Linked DNA regions of Capsicum annuum: region 1 is linked to region 2. A link is a contact called in public Hi-C data. All regions are on one chromosome and are shown on one strand. Each heading gives the region's core, a stretch centred on a gene start, on an enhancer-like site or on the middle of the called end of the contact. The rest is flanking DNA. Distances are from core to core; before and after follow the strand shown. Region 1 overlaps LOC107873311. Region 2 holds the start of LOC107873310 (omega-3 fatty acid desaturase, chloroplastic-like).

What was found. A called contact is a pair of places that touch in the nucleus more often than the background predicts.
Region 1: a Hi-C map of placenta shows a contact between it and region 2, with 1.9 times the contacts expected there. The contact joins the enhancer-like site here to the promoter of LOC107873310 in region 2.

What each region holds. Positions count from the first base shown.
Region 1 is chr6:89,669,471-89,674,529 of UCD10Xv1.1, forward strand. It overlaps LOC107873311, which reads right to left. Exons shown (of 13, transcript XM_047414801.1): 9 at 3,890-5,059; 10 at 3,725-3,793; 11 at 3,539-3,640; 12 at 3,396-3,458. Among protein-coding and RNA genes, the nearest start is that of LOC107873311, 48 kb to the right of the region's middle. Within about 2 kb of position 2,386, at least 1 of the 5 cell types and tissues checked has an H3K27ac peak or open chromatin away from gene starts, as enhancers often do.
Region 2 is chr6:89,609,458-89,614,127 of UCD10Xv1.1, forward strand. LOC107873310 (omega-3 fatty acid desaturase, chloroplastic-like) reads right to left here and starts at 2,545. Exons shown (of 12, transcript NM_001325029.1): 1 at 2,299-2,545; 2 at 2,275-2,297; 3 at 1,939-2,272; 4 at 1,754-1,820; 5 at 1,583-1,675; 6 at 1,320-1,505; 7 at 1,145-1,225; 8 at 777-914; 9 at 544-690; 10 at 529-542; 11 at 510-527; 12 at 311-507. The coding sequence starts at 2,507. The coding sequence ends at 498.

The DNA of each region.
Region 1 (5,059 bases), core at 1,136-3,635, 60 kb after region 2:
TTTAGGGTGTCGCTAATTTATTTCTTTAATTTTCTTATACACGAAAGATTTTACTGTGTGACTAAATTATTTCTATGTAAAACAGGCTTTGCATATTTATAGTATATTATATATAAATATTCTTAGGTATGTTTCTTTATACTTTGTATTTTTATATATGGTATATACATGATATAAACTTCATATATAACATACTTTGTATATTTATATTATAAATATGCTTAGTATATTTCTTAATACTTTGTATATTTATATATGTGTGTATATGGTATATACATGATATAAACTTTATATATAACATACTTTGTATATTTCTATTATAAATATAATACTTTATATATTTATGGGTATAAATATAAATTAACAGTAAAATAATGTCTTAAATAAGGGATAAAAATAATGATGAGAGAGAAAAAGAGATATATATTAATTAGGATAGCATTAAGTTTGAAATTATAATTATCTTATTCTTTAAAACTGCTATATACGTAATATTGAAAAAGTAATGTTATAAGGAGAGCTTTATGTAAAAATTTAAAAGATTGGGGTTATTTGTAATAATAATTAAAGTTGGAATTGGAGTTGGAAAATTGTGAAAACAACAAAAACCTATTTTCCCTTTTCAGAAAAATTTTCCAAATTTTCATGGCCAAACACCACAATTTCCAACTCCGGAAAATTTTTTCGAAAAAAAGGGAAAAATTTTCATGGCCAAACGAGCCCTAATTCACAACCTAGTAGGTGATTAATAGTTGCTAATTAGTATTAGAATCAAGAAATGAAACTAAGGGCCTGTTTGACCATGAAAAATTTTCCTTCTTTTTCGAATTTTTTTTCAGAATTGGAAATTGTGGTGTTTGGCCATGAAAATTCGAAAAATAATTTCAAAATTTTTTTCTGAAAAGGGAAAATAGGTTTTTGGTGTTTTCACAATTTTTCAACTCCAATTCCAACTTTTAATATTATTACATATAACCCCAATATTTTAAATTTTTTCATAAAACTCTCTTTATAACAATATTACGTACATAACAGTTTTAAAGAATAAGATAATTATAATTTCAAACTTAATGATATCCCAATTAATATATATCTCTTTTCTCTCTCATCATTATTTTTCTCCCTTATTTAATTTTCTCCCTTATTTAAGACATTATTTTATTGCTAATGATCCTAATTACTATAATATAATAATAATTTTTCTGTTGTGATACGGACGTTTAAGGAATTATAGTCGTGTAATTAATAATGGATAATCGTTTTCTATATTTATGGAATTAATAAAGTTGTAGCAGATTAGTTTACCACTGCCACAAATTATTCTCATTTTTAATTTGATTATATATATTATATTGTGTAATCTTTATTATACTATTCAAATATAAATAGTTTATACCATATATATGCTAAAAATAAAAATCGGTGATACATATTTTTCATATATATATATACACACATATATAGATATACAAAGTATAAAGAAACATACTAAGCATATTTATATATTTATGGTATATGATATAATATACCATAAATATGCAAAGTATGTTTTACATAGAAATAATTTATTCACACAGTAAAATCTTTTATGTATAAGAAAATTAAAAAAATAAATTAGCGGCACCATAAAATTTAATAACAACTCATCATTTCCTATTTTTTAGGAACAAAAACTAAAGTAAATAAATTAAATAAATTCCTAAAAAAATAAATTTGTTTGAAAGATCATATTTGTTACCTAAAAAATAGGAAGCAGTGATATATTAATATAGCATCCATATTTAAATTTTCAAATATGAGAAAACGGCTATTAATGTAAATATTATATATGTCATAATTGAAACTCATTAAATATGACCATGTATATGTAATTATTTTTATAAAAGTGTCTAATTGTGTTCTTTTTCCGTTAGTAGGTAAATTTTAGTTGGATGATTTTGATAGTTTGTAAAAGTTGGGCATAAAATCATATTTAAAAAAGTTTTTTCAAAAGTCAAAAAAAAGTTTCAAAAAAAACATGGCCAAACACAACTCCAACTCCAATTTCAACTCCGAAAAATTTTAGTTTTCACGGCCAAACGGCTACTAAGAATCAAAGAAAAGAAACTTAGAATTCTAAAATTTGAGCTTAAAGGGAATGGACGGATTGATGATGTGGCAACTTCTAAATGGTTGACGTTTTTGGGGAATGCTTGTTTCGAACTTGTTATTCAATCAATTCTTCAACTTGGAGGTGCAGTAATCGGTTTTGGATGAAAGAAATACAAGAATTGGACTTTTTTCAAGCTCAAAGAGTTTGAATTTGTTGTGTTCCCCTTGTCCTCTTCTTTGAGAATATTTCATTTTTGATGTTTTTGGACTCTTTCTTCCTTTGGAAGACTTGGAATATACTTGGAATATTCTTTGTACAAACAAGGACCACACTCCCTCAGTTCATGGATCTACATCAATGTAGAGCTCATAAAAAATGACACTTGACGGTTAAATGCAATAGACTAGGCCATTGGATATTTTTCTGGATGATTGAGTTAAGAGGTCTCCCTATGTGCCAATCGTGACATCTCTTCGTTCATATATCTTTATATGTAATTTAGATTTATACAAATTTTTCATCATTTTATTTGCTCAGAAAATTTATTCACTGGTTTTAGAATCTAGATGCACATAGAATTGCATACCCAATTTTGAAATTTGAACATAATCAAATAAGAACAAAGTTTGTAATAGACATTTTCTCTAGTCTTATGCTTCTACATGATCCCATTTCCTTTTACGTTTTGTTCATTTGTAAACAACCTATCAGCTTTGCACGTTGAAAGTTAAGTATTTTTGTTTCTTGAAAAAATTCGACCCAGAATTGAGGGAGGAGTATAACTGTTTGTGCATTTTTTGTGGGTCGGATTGGGCGGATTAAATTAGAGTGATTTATTTTTAAAATATTGGCAATTTAACATTGATTTGGGCTTTTTTGTTAAAGAAAGGGTACAAATGAAAAATTTCTTAACAATGAGGGTAAATATGACCCCAAAGTATGAAATCGAGGGTAAATTTGGCTCCAAAGTATAACGAAGGGTATATTTAGCCAATTTTTCAAAGTAGAGGGGTAAATTTGGCCCCAAAGTATGACGAAGGACATATTTAGCCAATTTTTCAAAGTAGAGGGGTAAATTTGGCCCCAAAGTATGACGAAGGACATATTTAACCAATTTTTCAAAATAGAGGGGTAAATTTGACCCTTTTTCCCTTAATTCAAATAAAAAAATTAAACAAATGAAAAGATAAATTACAAAAGAAATCATCGATTACATTGCGCAATATAGTAGCAGAAGAACGAAGACATGCACAAGAATATTGCAGGAGGTAGGTTAACAGAAACTTGCTCGAAATAGACATACCTCAAGTTTCTCCCGACGCTCGACAAGCTTGTCTTTTGCCTGTGCTGCAGCAAAGGCAGCATCCTACAAGTGATGAGCAAGTCAGTAAATGCAGATGCTAAAATGCAGTTATTCACTGTGAGACATTTGTAGGATAGTATTACCCCCTTGTTTCTATATTTAGCAACGATTTCTTCACGAGTTCTTAGTATTGGCTTGACATCACTAGGACCACCTTCCAACGACCTGTCTATCAGTTTCCTTTTCTGGATGAGAGGAATAAAACAATAAATTCATCAAGGATAGAAGAAGGAAAGAAGATTCCATTTACTGTGTCGCATAAAGAATACCTATTTTGACAAGATCACTGCTGAGAGATCATGAAGTAACATGGATAGGTTCATCAATTTCAATATCATCTGTAATGGAAGAACACAGGTAGTTATAGGAAAATCTGTACAAGTGGACCATAACCATTTTTCAAAAACGGGCGTAGTAGGGCCACGGAAATATACCTAACTTCAGTTCCAGGCTTCCAAGGTCATCTGCTACATTTGTAGGATCTGAGAAAGGAAATCTACAGAATATGTTTTCCAGATGAAAAACAAGAGCATCTTGAGCATTGACGTAATCAGCAGCATGCTGTTCCTTAAACCCTTTCAACCCTTTCACTATGCCACCAAAAATATTGTTGGTAAAATTCTAGAAAAAGCGGAAAACCACGTTCTATAAGAGGTCTAGCAAAAGACAAATAATAGAAGCCTGGTATCACATTTTAGGAACCTGTTTCTTCTTTTGTTGTTGGGATATACTGACATCAGCTGCAGCAGTCATGAGAGATTTCTTATGCAGCGAAGGTAAAGCTTCCGGAATCCTATAAACAGGTCATTGTCATCCTTTGTATCATAAACAGAAAGCTCATGAATGTGTCGGGATTCAATCTTACCCTGTGCTTCAGACTGAGTATTTTAGGAATGACCATGCAAGACAGAATATAAGTGAGTGACAGACCTGAAATCATTTCCGAAGGCCAACAGTGAAATGACAGCAAATTCAGATCCGTTCACCTGCAAATTGAAAAAAACACCTAGCAAAATTATTAGCATAACGAAAACGCAATCAGGAGTGAAGTCAATCCTGAGCCCTTAGCAGCCTATCATTACCCCTTAGATCGTACCAAGTTATCCTGCTGCATTCTTCCAAGGTTTTTCTTAACTGCTTGACACCTTGAAACAGTGTCATTGACCATTAACTAGTTGTAACTGTCTAGAAAATATTTACAACCATAAACTGATTATCATTGTATAATGTTATGACTACTGTTTAGGATGATTTGTCAGGTTGTCTATGGTATTTTGCCATGACTGCCTTCATTTCCGTTATTTCTTTCTCTATACTGCTTTGGACTTTTTTTTGCTTGAGCCGAGAGTCTATCGCAAACAGCCTCTCTACCCTTCCCAGACCTTACTTTGTGGGATTACACTGGTTCTGTTGCTTTGGTAAACTGAGTAGAAGCATTATGATGAGAGTCAGAAGTTGTCCTAACTATAATCTGGAATGTGCCACAGAGTCTTAAGCAGTTCTATTGGTTTCAATATGACATATAGTTTCACTATACTAATGAAATGTTATGGACAACAGAATAGTTCCTAATGTAAATGGCAAGCAGTATCTGGATTAAACAA
Region 2 (4,670 bases), core at 1,295-3,794:
CACTCACATTTAAGCCAGAAAAGTATAAAAAAAAGCCAAAAATAGGGTCTCCCAATTTTTAACTTATAAGTTACTTTTTAAAAGCTCATCCAAACACCCTCTTGCCACTGTTTTCAAGACTTAGGACCCTATGACCTCCTAATCACGTGGCAACAATTTTATAGGCTCCCGTCATATCCATGCACAGCAAACAATAAAATAAAAGTTGTGGACTGGTATCTTTTTATAATCATTTCCGAATCCAGAATACGTAATACTAATATACTTTCTCGGTCAACCCAACAGGAGGTCGTTTATAAGGTCCTCAAGATAGTAGTAATATCTTTCTCCACTCAATTATTACAATATGGAAACAATTGAATATAGAACTTTCCCCATTCTTTAATGGAGGGGGGGAGCTAGCTGACTCACTTGTGGTTATACAACCAACTTGAATCGAATGAGCATGTCCATAGTGTTAGTGAAAAAGAATCACCTGCCTGATTAACAGGTATTTGCTATACTAGGATTCTATTTCTGACATCCAGAAAGGTTAGGATCAGTTTGATAATATACTACGTTCCCTGTGTCACTGACATAGTGATCCTCCTCCATGCTTTTAATGAGATATCCCAACAAGTAAAATGGTAGAGGCCCTGACTTCTTTGGCTCCTTATAATATTTCCCTAACACTGGTTTAGCAGCTTCAGTCTGCAAATCCAAAAATAAAGTAACTTAAGACCAATAGACGTCATTCGGAGCAGCAGCTTAATTACATAAAATGCTGTGATACTTACTGCTTCTACCAAATGATAGTGTGGGATTTGAGGGAAGAGATGATGTATCACATGTGTCCCTATGTCATGGTGGATGTTGTTAATCCATCCATAATCACGGTCAAGCGTTGTAAGCCCTCCTCTCAGATAACTCCATTCCTGTTTCATACATACATAATCAATTATCCAATTCTTTTTTATACAATAGGAGTAACTAACAACTAAACTTATATCCCAAAAAAGTGGGAGTATAAAATAGTAGGAGTAATATTTTTCAAGACATGAAAAGACTTGTTAGAACGTGTAAACACAGAAGCATTTCATTTGGTATTCTGGCTTAGTGGTAGGAGATACTGGCATAATGTTAAACAGCAAAATCAAAATTATACCTCTCCTCTGTACCAAGGAAGTTTATCATCATGGCCATGGTGATGCAAATAGGTAACTATATCCAGCCACATGACAAAGCCCTACAATGTTGAATTGAATTTAAGGTTAAATAATGTGAGTCTAAAAAGAAGAAACAAAAAGTTAGGGAAAAGGAAGGTTGGAAAATTGACTAACCCAATAGGGAATGACATAGAGCTTAAGCAATTGGATAGGACCCATGACAAAGGACAAACCCACGAGAAATGCAGCCATTGCCGTCCAGCACAAAGTTGAAGTAATCACATCTTTCTTCTCACTTGGGACAAACAAATCACTGTTTGAATCAAAGTGAGAACCTTTCTTTCCAGGGCTTCTACCCCACTGTGATTATTATGAATGGTGTCAAAATATTTTGTTTCAAAAGTAGTATGGAGAAAGAATACGAAGTAGGAACTCACCAGGTAGAAAGGATATGCCAGCAAGGGGAAGGGTAGAGTGAACCTCAATTTCTTTGTGGCATAATCCAAACTGTTGTAAACCTTCTCAGATAACTGGGAAGAGCAAAGAGGGTTAGAGGGAGGCAAAAATAATAGTAGTTGTTTTTGACAAGTGCATCAAAACAAACTTACAGGATGCCAGGACTCGTCATTCTCAACATGTCCATGGTTCTGATGATGAGTCCTGTGGCTTATTCTCCTGAAACATGAATTTAAACAATAACCAATCAACCAATTAGATAGACAGACAGACAACAGTGTTGCTTGGATTTGAAAAGGGAAAAAGAAAAAGAGTTTTGAAGAAAGAAATTACGAACCATCCATGGTAAGGAACAAGAATGGAAGAATGAAGGATATGTCCAGCAACGCTGTTCAACTTGTGGTTGTTTGAAAAGCTTCCATGGCCACAATCATGACCGAGAACGAAAAGTGCCCAAAACATTGTACTCTGAGCAAACCAATAAAGAGGCCAAACAACCCAATTGTTCAAATAAGCAGCGGCAGCCGCCAGTCCCAAGACAATAGCGACATCCCTCACGACATAACTCATGGACCTCCATGGATTTTTGACCCAACAATGCTTAGGAATAGCTGCCCTAATATCAGATAGCTTGAATGGGGGTGGTGCCCCTGGGTCGAAATATTCATCATTACTTGTTCTTGTCTTTTTATTATCCTCTTTTTCTTCTTCTCCCACAGTTTGGATCCTAAGTGGTGCACTAACCCTCAATGCCCAGCAGTTCCTCGACACCAGATCTGTGCGTGTAGGTGAAATTCTCAGATTTATATTGGTGGTGGCGGTGGAGCTAGCTAACCCTGGTCTGGGCTTTGGGTAGATTCTTGGCAGTGGTCTGACACCACATTCTGATAGAACCCAACTTGCCATTTTGGGAGAAAAAAAGAGAAAAGCTCTCAATCTCTCTCTCTTTCTCTCTTCCCTCAATCAATGAGGAGGAGAGATGCAGATATAAAAAGGCAAGATCTCAAATTAAAATTATATAGCACTAGTATCTTTCTTTCCCTTTGGCTAAGGACTAGTTGGATATGTGTCTCTCCTTCAACTAGACCTACAGAAATCTCAACTTGTAGATTATCTTGTTTCTCTTATCTCTTCATGGTCCAATTGTTATATAGTTGGACATGATATCCACTATTAGCACACCTCTGTTTCTTCTGCCTTTCCTATTCAGATATCCGCCTCATCTGAACACTAAATAAAAAGGAAGAACGTGATTTTTATGCGAATAAACTAAGCGTGTCCCATTGTTGGTATTTTCATCGACTCTCAAGTCTCAACCTAACCTTTTTCTCCTCCACAATTTAATTTTCCTTTCTTGCTGCTTTCAAATACTGATACCATCGTCAAACTGGTTGACTAGCTATTAGTAACTAATATAATAAGTATAATACAGGAAAAATGTTTTGTTTCTACCATGCACTTTACACGAAATTACTCAAAAAATATTCGAATTTTAAGAGGATTTTATTTCTTCTGGATTAATTGAAAATATATTTTTGATAACCTTAATGGCTATACAATACATACATGGCACATTAGTGAATCAACACATTGAAGATTCACGTAGGCATGCGTATATACCAAGTAGGCATTAAGATTGCCAAAAATATGATTTTAATTAGTCCAGGGTAATAGGATCCTTTTAAAGTTTGGCTGTATCTCAACAATTTCGTGTATAGTTTAGGATGAAAATAGTGCATTTTCTCCAAATATAAAGGGATGGGCATGGTACGGTATTTTAAACTTCGATACGGTAACTTCGGTTTTCGGTATCTAAAAGAACAATACCATTACCATATCAAATTAGTTCGGTATGATTCGGTATTTTTAAATTCGATTTCGATATTTTATAGTATAGTAATTCGATAACCATACTTTATTTGATTTATAATTACAAATATTCATATAAAAAAACTATAGTTTTAAATTTTAAAAACGACTCAATCATGTTAGGCTAACAAATATCTTTGTTAATCAATTACACAAAAATAACATTTCAATCACGATTGAATAGTCCGAGATGCAAATTCTAAATAAGAGTACCTAAACTGAAGCATAGTACTCCTAAATAATAAGCTTTCCAAAATTTTATTTTTGAATAAAAGCTATTTTTGTGTTCAATTGGCTAATGGATGATATACAAATATATTTAATAATATTAAATATAATATATATGGCTTTTATACGTTATTAAAAAACTTTGGTGCGGTATACGGTATTTCGATATATATTGCATAAATACCAAATATCGTACCAAATATCAAAATAATTTAAAATTCCTACCAAATACCATATCAAATACCATAACATCCATACCGCGGTATAAAAAATTTCAATTTCGATCTGATATTCAGTATATACCATACCTTGCCCACCCCTATATAATACTATATAAACAAAAATATACTTCTTTCTCCCTCCCACCCAATTTACGTGATACTTTCCAATTTTATTTTAATTAGCCCTCTTGGTAAACCTTGTTTCAATTTAGTTATTCCTTTTATGAAATTAAGAGAACTATATTATGTTTTTTAAATATTATTTTTATTATTAAATGACTACATACAGTTATATACTCAAAATTATATTTTTAAAGCATATTTTCTCCGTTTCAAAAAAAAGGATCTACTTTTTTTAGTCCGTTTGAAAAAAATGATCTCTTTCTTTTTTTGATAATATTTTAATTTCAACTTTTCATATGGCATATTTAGGATCACAGGATTAAAGGACATTTTGGTACATTTGACATAATTTTAATTTAAGATCATAAGATTCAAAAGTCTTTTTTTATTTTCTTAAACTTTGTGTCAAGTCAAAATAGATCATTCTTTGTTAAACCAATGAAGTAATTAATAAGACTAATTTTGTAATATAAGTTCCTGATAAATATTCTCTTAAGGAGTCACGTCAACTAAGTGTTAACTATTCTAAAACAGGATGAGCACTTTTTAAGGCAAATAACAAAAACCAATTTTATATATCTATATATATATATATATATATTAAAATAAGAGAATGTTGGTCCATCCT